Regions from separate parts of the Oryctolagus cuniculus genome. Here region 2 is linked to region 1. The links are chromatin contacts, called in public Hi-C maps. All regions are on one chromosome and are shown on one strand. The core of a region is the stretch at or near the end of the contact, and the rest is flanking DNA. Distances in the headings are between cores, read along the strand shown.

Region 1 (6,413 bases), core at 2,730-5,229:
ATATAATTTGATTATTATTTATATGTGTATATGTATATATATGGCTACTTATATATTATTTTTAATCATATGTATATAAAGTTAATTAAAAACAGATCTTAGTAAAAATCAGAATGGGAATAGGAGAGGGAGGAGGAAGAGGGGTGGGAAAGTGAGTAGGATGGGTACAGTGGGAAGAATCACCATGTTCCTAAAGTTGTAATTACAAAATGCATGAAGTTTATATTCCTTAAATAAAAGGTTTCTGGGGAAAAACACAAAAAAAATTAGTTAAGTCATAACTTTTTATCTTTGATATCTTACCTCAAGGAATCCATCCCTGATTTTCTAGATCAAATTGGGTTCCCATCCTTTTCTCTTCCTCATGGCATTGTGCGTCTGTAGTTGCTGTTGTGAGTATTTGTTACCCTACTAGGCAGTATGTTCCATGAGGAAAGGTCTTTCTCATTTTACACTTCTTACGGCGGCTGGCACGCAGTAGATATTATAAAAACATCGGTAGAATGCTCAGGTTTTAGATTCTTCCTGTTTGTTTTGGCAGCTAGCTTCTCATTGCAGATTATAAGTAAAATTAACTTCCTCCTGGGATTAAGAAGAAATCTTTGGGAGTGTGAGAGTAATTCAGTTAGTTCATGTAAAAAGGAATCAATAGATAAGTGTATTTGGTTTAATTTTTTTTAAAAAATCCATGCATACTAAAGGTCTTCAGAAAGTTCATGAAAATGCATATTATGAAAAAAACTGCACAAACTTGAAAATCTTCTGTATCCATTTTTTCTTGCAAGCCTTTTGAAGTACCCTCATACATCATACAGATCTAAGCTTTTTCAGTTTGTTAAAAAAAAAAAAAAACTAAAACGATGATAAAATTTGTAATCTACTTGTCCTGAGCAAATTTCTTATACTTTTTTTTTGTTAGATGACTTGAAAAACTGAGACATATACATTTTATATTTTAGAACCAACCAGTTTTGCTTTTTGGACGACCTCAGGGAGATGGTGAAATTCGGATAACCACTCTGGACAAGCATACAAAACAAGAAAGGTGAGAAGAGCAGTATTTATTTTGAGACTAAGTAATTAACGTCAGAAGATTGAGACAACCTTAAAAACAATTCCTCAGGGAGAAAAGATGGGAGGAAAACAAGAGAATAGACCAACTGGGTTTCTAAAATGTTCTGGTAGAGCTATCTTAGATATCTCCATTTCTATTCTGATATTTGTTGATTTTTCTAAGTTCTTAAGAAGAAAATAATATATATATATATATACTCACATATATACACATACATACATGTATGACTCTCTATATAGTCAGCTAAGGTTAAAATAAATACAATGACCATAAAAAAACGAAGTTTTTTTTTTTTGGTAAACATTTAAAAATAACTCACAGAAAATGTCTTAAGAAAGAAGACTAAGTGAGGGCATCTAGTGATATTTTTCTAGAGGGAAATTTATGGATGAACCTGAATTAGTGACATTGGCCTACAGTCTTTTAATTGTATGTGATTGTCAGACTGATGCTTTTGTGGCTTATTTGGCCATTTTTTAGAATCTTTGGAAAACAGGTCAGCCAGCAGGGGGCAGCATCAGCTCTTGCTTCTACATCATTACCTTGTCTCCACAGTAGCTCCCAGGAGTTGCATATCCTTAAACTTCAGACTTTGCCAAAGAGATGCAAGTATTAGAGCTCTGTGAACTTATCATCATTGTGTAAAGAGAAGTATTTGTATTAATCATTGAGAGTTTATGAAAATACACAAGTTTGGAGGTTGAATGATAGCATTATAAGGTTTGTTTTTTTGCCCGACTTAACATTGTTTTTATAGAAAAAAGTAGTAACATGCAGATTTTGCCATCACTTCTGTTTAACAGTTTGTCCATTCACCACTCAGTTCGTGTTGTCGGTGGTCCCTGAACTCACGGGGAGCAGCTTAGAGGGTGAGGGCACAGGTTGGAAGCTTAGAGCTGCCCGGAAATCCTGCTCTGCTCCTCAGCAGCAGTGTGGCCTGGAGCAGATGATCTCCACTGGCAGTCTCCTTCCCAGTGCAAGGAGGATGAGGAGAACACCTGCCCAGCAGGTGGGCCTGGGGACTTGAAATGAGTGAGACACCTTTGTGAGAGGGACAGACAACACTTCCAAGGCATTCTGGCGGGCTCCTAGTGACTTCAGGAGAAGGTTGTCTCTCTAGTCATTAATAGTATTCTTTAGAGGTTTTAACATTTTCACTAAATAATAAGTGCTTAGGAATAAACTTTATGGCTTATCTCAGTTGGTCTTTTCAATAATCCTGCAGTGTGCACGTTGCTTGTATTAGATTTTGCCCATTTTTTAAAAAGATTTTTATTTATTTATTTGAGAGGTAGAGTTACAGACAGTGAGAGGGAGATACAGAGAGAAAGGTCTTCCTTCCGTTGGTTCACTCCCCAGATGGCTGCAACAGCTAGAACTGCGCCAATCTGAAGCGAGGAACCAGGTGCTTCTTCCTGGTCTCCCATGCAGGTGCAGGGGCCCAGGGACTTTGGCCATCTTCTACTGCTTCCCCAGGCCACAGCAGAGAGCTGGATCAGAAGTGGAGCAGCCAAGACTAGAACTGGCACCAATATGGGATGCTGGTGCCGCAGGTGGAGGATTAACCCACTGCGCCACAGTGCCGGCCCCAATTTTGCCCATTTTTACAATGAGGGACCGAAGAGCAGTTATGTTCCCATGGAAGAGGGTGGTGCCAGGATACAGGCAGCTCTGATGGTGTCAGAGCTTGCATTCCTTCCAACGTGCTACACTGCCTCTTGCCTTCTTATCTTTAATGCAAAGGAAAAAAGTTTGGTTGGTTTTCCTAAATCCCTTTTTTTTCCTCTCTCTTTCCCTCTCCCTCCTTCCCCTGTCCCCCACCTGCTTCCCCCTGCCCCTCCTCCTCCTCCTCTCTCCTTCCCTCCCTCCCTCCCTCCCTTCTCTCCTCTCTTTCACAGGCATATCTTCTTGTTTGATTTGGCAGTGATTGTATGTAAAAGGAAAGGTGATAACTATGAAATGAAGGAAATAATAGATCTTCAGCAGTACAAGATAGCCAACAATCCTACAACTGATAAAGAAAATAAAAAGGTGACTCTGGGGAAACTAATAACTAATTTACTCATAACTTTGAATATCCAGGAAAGTGTGTTAATACATTAATGCAAGATATGACTTATTGTTCTAAGTGTTTTGTTTCTAGAGATTGAATAGTTACATACCTGTGAGAGTAGGAACTGGGCAATGCCAAGTTTAATTATCTCTAAATATTCTAATGATCAAGGCAGCAAGATGCATTTGGCATAGATGTTGTTAGAGAGATGAAGTTGCCTATATCTTATTAACACACTTAACTGTTTACAGTTTCTGTTTTGATAATGCTTTGAGATTTTGGATGCTCAAGGTGGTGTTTTAGTGAATTTGGAAACATGCTATTAAGAAGTGCTTTGTATTAACCCAAGGAATATTAATTTTAACAGTGGTCTTATGGCTTCTACCTCATTCATACCCAAGGACAAAATGGGTTGGAATTTTATTGCAAAACAAAAGATTTAAAGAAAAAATGGCTGGAACAGTTTGAAATGGCTTTGTGAGTATTTCTACTTTTAAAAGTGTCTTTTCCTATTAAGTCAATCATGAGGAGTGAATAACAATCAATGTAGCCTAATGTTTCTAGCATGTATGAGGGGTGGGGCACTTTTTTCTGCCAGTGGCCTTTGAGTATTTATAACATCACTCATGGGCCATTCAAAATTATCAGCTTAAAAATTAGCCTGCTATTAGAGAGTTATGGGATTTCCAGTCCTGTCTGCATTTGCCCTGGCAGGGCCAGACCAGAAGATTTTGTGGGCCTTACACGGCCTGCAGGCCAGACGTTCCCCACCCCTGCTGAATACAGATGATGGTGGAACACGTGACACTGTCGCGTGCTGCCAAGCTGCCTGCTGGATAACCTCTGTCTCCTAGAAGAGTTTTGGTGAATTTCTTCAAAAGGAAGCAAGAGGGAGCTCCAACCTTCTGTTTGATTTTCTTCTCATAGGACCACGAAAAGGACCAGCTTTTAGCAGTTTAAGAAAATATTAATAATTATTATAATGTGAAAGTTTTAATGGAATTGCTTTGTTTTAGTATACCAACCTCTAAATTCAATACAGATATCTCCACATACACACACTAAATATACATATGTGCACACATCTTATTTTTAATACATCAATTCCTCCCCTCTGTTTTAAAATCATTTACTATTTGAATCTTTGCTAAATTGTTTAATGTATTCAGTGAATGCTTTAAGGACTTGATTTCTTTTAGTGTTCTTGTACCGAAGAGGAAGTTCAACAAAGAGTAGAAAATTAATCAGACTTGATTCAAAAAGGGTGGCATACAGAGAAGTAATTACCAAGGAACATATTGTTCTGGGTGTTTCTTTTCATTTTTGGTATTTATGGATCAAAAAGTGTGCAGTGACTCTTGTGGAAATATACAGGTAACCATGAAGTGAAACTGTTAACAAAAAGTGAGATTGAAAAGAAAAACACTTCCGTGATTTTATTTGTGTTCCAGCATTGTTTACCATTTTCTGAAATATCCTGTAATTTTGTTTTGTTTTGTTTTAGGAAGTACTTATGTAATAAAAAAATTGAGGTAGGATTACAGTGATTTATTGTAGTTCTGAGGGGAGGAAGATAAACATTCTGATATGATTGTTTTATTTAATATCTTGAAAGGCAGGATTGTATAGCCAAAATATTTTTAGGCTTATAGACAATTCTTGGTTCTGCTGTAATTACTGCTATGATCTGACTACATGGCCTTAGCTGTTTAACCTATGCAGGGGTGGGGAACCTTTTTTCTGCCAAGGGCCATTTGGATATTTGTAACATCATTCGTGGGCCATATAAAATGTTCAGCTTAAAAATTAGCCTGCTGCAGGTTTATTAAATCTTGAGTCCTGCCTGTGTTTGCCTCAGAAGGGCCAGGCCAAATGGTTTTGCAGGCCTTACACAGTCTACAGGCCAGATGTCCCTCACCCCTGCCGGAGCTTCAGTTTCCTCATCTGCAAATTAAGGGCAATAATTATTCAAAATTCCAGGAAGTATTTGGCATCATATTGTACTATGTACAGCCAAATGGTACAATAACAATAATATGGTATTGAACCATAAAGCGATACCTACTGTTATTGCTATCATTACTACGGGTATGTGTTTAGGACTCTAATCCATTTATGGATACTTATAAAACCAGAGAACATCGTATTCCATGGTGGTCTTTGTGATTTATTGGTGTTGATTACAATAATTAAGTATTAGAGGTTAGTAGTTTCATACATTAGTGCCTTTGACTATACTGTGGGGATCCATGTGGTTTGGGGCACAAGTGAAAAGGTGCTCTGTCCAGTTTCTGACCAACAGTCAGCTATATCATAAAGCTAGTATTCTTTTTTTAGTGAGGCACCTGGGGTTGAGCAGCTGCAATTGGAGTGGTAGCATGCTGAGGTTAGTAGTAATGTGCAAAGGCACAGCTGATCACAAGCCTTGGCTCCTGTGGGGAGGATTGGTAGTCTAATATTTTCTGATGGGTGGAGGAATTTCTGCAGAGGAGGAAAGCTGAATTTCTCAGCCCAGAGCAGTCATCCTCCTTTCACTGTATAATAGACATATCGGTTACTGTTTTCTTCAGTTTTTGGAAATCAAATAGCCAATCCCTGGGTATAAGAGACTTGATGAGATAGATGCTTAAATGTAGTTCTTTTGCATAAAAGCATCTGGAGTTGGTAGATGGGGCGTGGTAGGGTGGCTTCCAGAGCACGAGGAACTCAGGCTTATGTCTTTTTATTCTGCCATTGTCAGCATTTAGCTTCTACCCCAAGTCTGGTTACCTTGTGGTCTAAGATAGTTATCAGAACTCCAGGTATAAAATCTCCATTTCAGGTAGCAGACGGTAATCCCTCACTTTTTAGGATCCTTTGCAGAAATGCTTCAAGCTTCTGTTGTATAGTACTTTCTAGAACTTAGGCATGTAGCCACACCTGACAGAGGAGGCTGGGAAATATAATCTAGATGTCGAATCAGTACCTGGTTAAGAACTGAGGTTCTCTAGCTGAGAGAAGGAAGGAATGGGTTGTTACAGGCAGATAAGAGTCACTGCCTTCCAGGTGTGTGCATTCAAGAACGCAGATGGATTGCAGTTGCTTTACCACAGTGAGGATGACTGCAGCACAGTGGGAACCCAGGATTGCTAATCTGTGATTATTTCCCAAGCGTCTCAACAACATGGGTAAAACATCAGAAGTGGCTTTGTATTTAAGGGTTCCAGTGACTGTCCGTGCAGCTCACGAGAGGACGGAAACCTTTTTGGAGAATTGCTCAGACTTGAAGTTGAGCTCTTCTATAAG
Region 2 (6,415 bases), core at 3,747-6,246, 210 kb after region 1:
TAGTTTGGTTTTTGATTTGTTAAAAGCTGTTTTTAACTAGACTAAATATTTGTTTTTATCTTTTAGTGTTTGAAGCCAAGAAAGTTCTATCTTAGATAATGTCAGGCACTGAGTTGGAGACATAAATTTCAGTAGTTGGGCATAGCGCAGAGGACCTTGTCAACAAGGATCCTGTCTCTTAGATCAGCTTACAGTTATATTGTGTTCCCATTTCTGTTCATGTCCTTGTTTCTCCACCGGAAAAGAATCAGCAAACCGTAGAGTACATGTGAATTTGCACCAGATTCCTGTGGACTTGGTCTTTTAGCCTCAAATCTTTCATCCCCACTGTTTCCTAGTCTCAAGGAATAAACACATAATTGATCTTTTTTCATTCTTTTTCTATTCCTAGCTTGCCTTAGGACCTAGTAGGAATTAATGGTTAAATGTCTGAGACAGATTATCCTTCATTTTATTTAATGTTTTCAACATCTGCTTCATTGACGGACCCCTTGTTAAGTATTTGCAAATGATCACAAAGATGACGTGCCAATGGCTTCCAATGGAGAAACGCTCTGTAGATACTGGATGCCCATTGTTACTATTCTTTTCTATTCAGTTATTTGCCCTTTATGATCCACAGGGGACATGAGAGTCTTCCCTCACAGGAAAATCTTGTATAATGACAGTCTTAGCAACAGCTGAGCCAGAATGCAAAATTCCTGGGTCAGAAGTTATCCCAAAATAGGTTGTGAGAAAGATCACTGCACTGGCAGAATCCTTTGTTTTTCTGAAAAAGAGAAGCAGTGCCTGAGAAGTAGTATAGAAAATGAACTCCAGTGGCAATGTATAGCAAGGACAGATTTCATGCTTTTGAAATAAGCTGGGCTGTGTGGCAAAGAAATCAATGCCAATGAAATAATGGAACATAAACCCTCAGAGGTAAAAAGAGCTCTTTTCATTCTGGAAGGAAAAAACAAAATCAAGCAAAAACTGGATTTAAAATGTCCTTGTCGTGTGTTTATGACAAATGGAGAATTAAGCAGATTGGTTGGGTGGGTTCCCTTGGAAGAGATTAAATGACTGAATATTCAGAGGCTCCCTTTCTTCTCCAGGGCAGCCAACAAGAAAGGTGTGATGAATGCCACAGTGGGATGGTCATGAGAGAGGGGACCTCAACAATGAAGCCACACAGGGCATTGTGGCAAACAGAATCCCAGTTCCAGCTGCTCTCTTCTCCAAGTGGGGGTCGATTTCACAGGTCTTCCTGGGATATGAAGTTCCCTTGGGAGTTGGTCAAAATAATACTTGAAGTTTTGAGAGCTTTTGCCTCTTCTAGAAGTGAATGAAATGCCCTCATAGAATAGCTGCCTGGGTATGTGATATATAGGTGGAAAAGGGATGATTTAGTGCTTTTTGTTAAATGCTCAGTAGTCTTCTTGTATTTTTAACTTTTATTTTGAGATGATCTGAGATTTATATAAGAGTTATAAAGATAGTTTAGAAGAGTTCCCATATACACACCTTTTACTTGGCTTCCACTAATGTTAACATCTTAAGTAGCCATGGTACTTTTACAAAACAGAAAAATTAACAATCATATGGGCTTTATTCCAATTTCTCCATTGCTATTAAAGTTCATTTCTTGTTCCGTGATCCAATGTAAGATACCACATTGCATTCAATTGTCTAGTCTCTTAATCTTTTCCAATCTGTGATAGTTTCTGTCTTGTTTTATTTTTCTTGACCTTGGTAACTGTGAAGGGTGCTGATAAAGTATTTTGTGGCATATCCCTCAATTTGTGTTTGATACTTTCTCATAGTTGAACTAGGTATCTGCATTTTAGGGAAGAATACCACTGAAGTGAATGTCCTTCTCATCACATCATATCCAAGTGTAAATTATAGCAACATGAATTATTACTGCTGAAGTTGACCTTGACTTAGCTGTGGTTGTATCTTTCAGGTTGATCCACTGTACATTTACTATTCCCTTTCTGTACTCTGTTCATTAGAAGAGAGACATTAAGTTCAGTCCACACTCAAGGAGTTGGAAATTATGTTCCACCTCCTCAGAGGGGAATATCAAAGAATTTATGGACATATACTAAGGCTATTATAGTAACTAACAGATATTTTGAAAGAGGTACATTAAGGTCAGATGGTTTTACCACTTTAAAAATAAAGTTACTGTATCTATGGCCACAAAAGTATAAAGTAGAAACCCCAAATCTCACAAAGCCCAGATCTCAGTCATTGGTATATATTAGATACAGTTTTTTGTGCATGTGTGTATGTCCTATTTGGTAGCCGACTTCATAAACTTAATACATGGTGAACATACTTTGTTGTAAAATTGCATTAGAGAAGAACTTTAAGTATGACATGATCTGTTCAATGCCCAGAAAATAAGAAGAAGGCATTATTAAGGCCAATACAATTATTTTGGGGGTTAAAAATATATGGGTTTTTCCAGGCTGCTATTTGGCCTAGCAGTCAGAATACCAGTTGGTATACCCGCAGCCCTTGTTGCAGTATCTGGGTTGAGTCCTGGCTCTGCTTCTCATTCCCACTTCCTGATAATGTGTACCCTGGGAGGCAGCAGGTTATTGCTCAAGTGTTTGAATTTCTGTCACTCACGTGGGAGACTTGAATTGAGTTCTAGGCCCTTGACTTTGGCCTGGTATAGCCCCTGGTATCATGGGCATTTGAGGAGTGAGCCAACAGATAGGCTCTTGCTCTCTCTCTCTCTTTCTCATCCCTTTTCAAATAAATAATATAAAGGAATAAAACACTTTTTCTAATATATATGTGTATGCATATATATATATGTAAATGTAGAGCCATGTAACAAGCTAGAAATAATTTTGGATTGAGGTTGAGGTTATTCATGCTGAGACTGGGTTTAGAGTCGGAGATTGAGCAAATCTCTAGATCCCAAACATTGTAGCTGTCACTCGCACCCCTTGGCCTCCTAGGTGGAGACCCAAGTCATAAGCCTTCCACTGTGAAAACCTGATTGCTTTCCTCTGCATTTTTAGGAGGACTTACCTGGGTGGAGGGCACCCTGCTGGTGGCGTGCAAGATTCATTTCCCCCTCAGTCCTGGGAGGAGCAGCAATACCTGGGTGAGATAGTCTTTCTACTCTTCTTGATCTGCCCTCTTCAGGACCTTAGGCAAGGGTAAGGTGTAACCAAATAATGCCGTGTTACTGAAGAGATGTGTGGGTAACAAACAAATCAAGTAACTCCTGGGTCTGAGATTTGCACCACTGACTCTAGTGTCCATGCTAAACAAAGGAAAGGACCAAATTAGACTTCTGACACATTTAAGACAAAATGCTTTGAGAAAAATAGTAATTTCTCTTGCCCTGCGGATGAGTATAGGGTGATCAGAAAGAATCAGGTAGGTGACAACCAAGTGGCTGTGGTGGCACATCAGAGGGCTTGTCAGCAGGGTTCCTTCGCCAGCCTCTCTGAAATGGTAGGTCAGCTGCATTTTTACTGAGTTGAAAGACTCATGAAAGACTGGTGCCTTTGGCTCAGGATCACACTTAGAGAATGACTCCCATGAATCAAGCTCTGTGTGTAGATTATTTCCTGCCCAGGTTGCAATGCTGACTAAGTGGGTGTGATGAACTAATAATGCAACACTAGGACATAACAAAGAGCAGAATGCCTTGCTATGATTCCATTCTAATTAACATCTGCTCTCTCTTGAGCTCCCTGAAAAACTCTGATGTTTGTATTGGTAAACATGGCCAAAATGAGCTTGATGTAAAAACCCATTCAATTGGAAAACATTTCACTTGTAATGACAAAGAATATTCCTTCCTTTTCTAATTTGACAGATGTTTAGTTTTGTCTTCTATGGTGGCTTGAGCAGGTGTTTCTTCCTCTCTGACATCTGCCAGGTCTCACTGGCTAAGAGTTTCCTGACCTTTTCACACCCTTTACTCTTTACAATCATGATGTTCTAGGGCCTGAGACTTGTTTTGTGTTTTAGGGATCACTGGTAAGTTAAACTGTCATTCTTTTGATCTCAGATATAAATCTGTGGCTTCGGGAATCTGAGTTCTAAAGTCAAATGAAATAAATTCGGATATACTACAAGAACTTGGTATTCTTTTAGGGGGAAGGATTCAAGACCTTTGTTATTTCTCAACCTTGATAATTCCAAATGCAGTCTGTCCTCCCCTCCTTCGTAGCTCTGTGAGGCATTCCAGCATGTAGCTCCAGGGAATAAAGCCAAAACAGCATTAGCAACAAAAACACCTTAAGAAACCAATACATAGAGTTCAGTAAAGATGGCAAGTGAGGGCCAAAGAGATCTGGGGGAATGTATCACTGAAAATGAGAGAGTGCAAAAGAGGGGGGAATGAAATGGTGTGAAATATGAAATGCTTCCTTGTTTGCTGGATAATCACCATCGTAGAGGGGAATGCAGACTTGAGATGGAAAGAGCTAAGTTATTACCCTTACCTTTTAGTGCATAAGCAAAAACAGTGCCTGTTCTGGCTATAGAAACAGTTGGTGTGGAGCCAAGGGCATAGTTTGCTAAGAGCCAGGGCTGGGTTCGTGCCCAATGTAAATAATCAGGCACAGAAAGATGGGGCTAGAAGTTGGTCAGACAAGTAGGAACAGGAGACTGAGGCAGACAGAGGAGGGTGGAGAGAGAATTAACTATTGAATGCTCATCATGGGCCTGCTTGGAGTGCAGATGTGTAGTGTTTGTGTGTGTGTACGTGTGTGTGTGCATGTGTGTGTGACATTGTTAGAGAGCCACTGTAGAGAATGAAACAAGAAAAGGCACTATCACAAGTAGGTTGCCAGATAAAATACAGAACACACAGGTAAATAAGAATTTCAGGTAAACAATGGATATCTGAGACACACGCTAAAAAAATTGCTTGCTTATCTACAATTTAATTGAGTGTCCTGCATTTTCATTTGATGAATTTGGCAACCTTTAAATTCAGAGTCAAAAGAGAAGGCAGGAAGGCAGGTGCCTAGCTAACAGTAGGTGCCTTCCTGGCCCTGCTCAGGAGAGACACTTACTCTGAATGCCTGCATAGCCCATTGAGTTGAGGGTGGAAATCAGGATGCCCACCCTCAAGAGGATGCAGAGTGGGATGGGAAGGGCAGCTGTCAGCAGCGTATCTGTGCCCAGTCAGGCTTTGTTTCAGGTTTTTTTTTTTTTTCCAAAAAGCAAGAAAGGGGTAGACAGTCCATGGAATCAAGAGGGTGACTTCAGGCAAAGACCTTAAGTATGAACTGTCCTTAACCAGGTGGCAAGTGTGACCTAATTGGGGCGGGGGGTGGAACCAATGAGCTTCTAGTTTGAGACAGACATCGTTTTCTATTTTCTATTCTATTTATTTATTTATTCTATTTATTTTCTTAACCACCATGAGGTAGGGAGGTGACAGGGCCTATTAATTCTCCAGCACCCACTCATTATTAGATTGCTCTCCCCATACTCATACCCAAAGCCTGGAGAGGCAGCTCTTGTTCCATGCAAATCTTATTATCTACACTGGGCCAATTGGAAACTCCCCTGAAGTTTTGTAGTGGGCGGCAGAGCCTGAGCCCCTAATTGTGAGAAGAACAGAGAGAAAGACATACAGACCCAGCAGACAGGCCTGTCGGTGTAGGTGGCCCTGCGGACTGGATGCTTGCTGGAAATCATGCAGAGGAAACCAGGGCACAGAGAGAGCAATAGAATGAGGAGGTCAGGCAGAGAGGGAGAGAGACCAAGATAAACCGTCAGCAGCTCTCCCACTCTTATTGGAGGTATCTATCCTTACAACTGGCCTGTGTGAGCCATTCCTTCATAATTCATCCCAGTTTAGCTTTTTATTCTGAGTGGCTTCTTGTTTCTCACAAGTAGAACACTGTGAACTAGTGGTTATCATTAACTCTCCTTTGTACCATATCACATGGCAAGTAAAAGATAGAACCTGAAACTGCCCCCATTCTGGCCGCCTTGTCTGCCCTTCCCCTGCCTGGCTCTGTGGTGCCTGCCCTTTCTGAGGTGTCCTGCTGAGTCTCCTCCTTTCGCAGCAGATGATGGCTGTCAGGTGTTTCATCACACTCTGTTGGGTAGCTTGGAGAAGCAGCAAAGCTTCACCCAGAGACAGGGACATGGGCGGTGAAGGAAAGTGGTGTTGAGGTCAAATAAATGAAAGAAAAAGGCTGAGCTGGACTCGTCCAGCATCCAGCAGGTTAGACTCTCCCAGTCCTATGGCCAAAAGAAGGGACTGAGCTGTGGGAGAAAGCAGGGCTGCCCAGGGTCTGGTCCTCAGAAGGTTGAAGGGAGGCAGCAGTAGGGTCGGTGTAGGAGGGGGAAAACAGGATAGTGCCCACATGGTGGTGGAGTTGGCTGACCTATGATTTCCTACGGAAGCAGCGGAGTATCTACCGTGCAACCAACACTG

Evidence for each region. Hi-C and Micro-C count contacts between places; a contact is called where the count stands out from the background.
Region 2: a Hi-C map of embryonic fibroblasts shows a contact between it and region 1, with 4 times the contacts expected there. The contact joins two enhancer-like sites. A contact is called at or near these places in 2 of 6 Hi-C or Micro-C datasets (ear pinna and embryonic fibroblasts).

Annotation. Positions count from the first base shown.
Region 1 is chr7:62,590,587-62,596,999 of mOryCun1.1, forward strand. VAV3 (vav guanine nucleotide exchange factor 3) reads left to right here. Exons shown (of 27, transcript XM_002715817.5): 13 at 960-1,045; 14 at 2,974-3,106; 15 at 3,496-3,605. Among named protein-coding and RNA genes, the nearest start is that of VAV3, 230 kb to the left of the region's middle. Within about 2 kb of position 3,980, at least 1 of the 8 cell types and tissues checked has an H3K27ac peak or open chromatin away from gene starts, as enhancers often do.
Region 2 is chr7:62,804,370-62,810,784 of mOryCun1.1, forward strand. No RefSeq gene overlaps it. Among named protein-coding and RNA genes, the nearest start is that of NTNG1, 440 kb to the right of the region's middle. Within about 2 kb of position 4,997, at least 1 of the 8 cell types and tissues checked has an H3K27ac peak or open chromatin away from gene starts, as enhancers often do.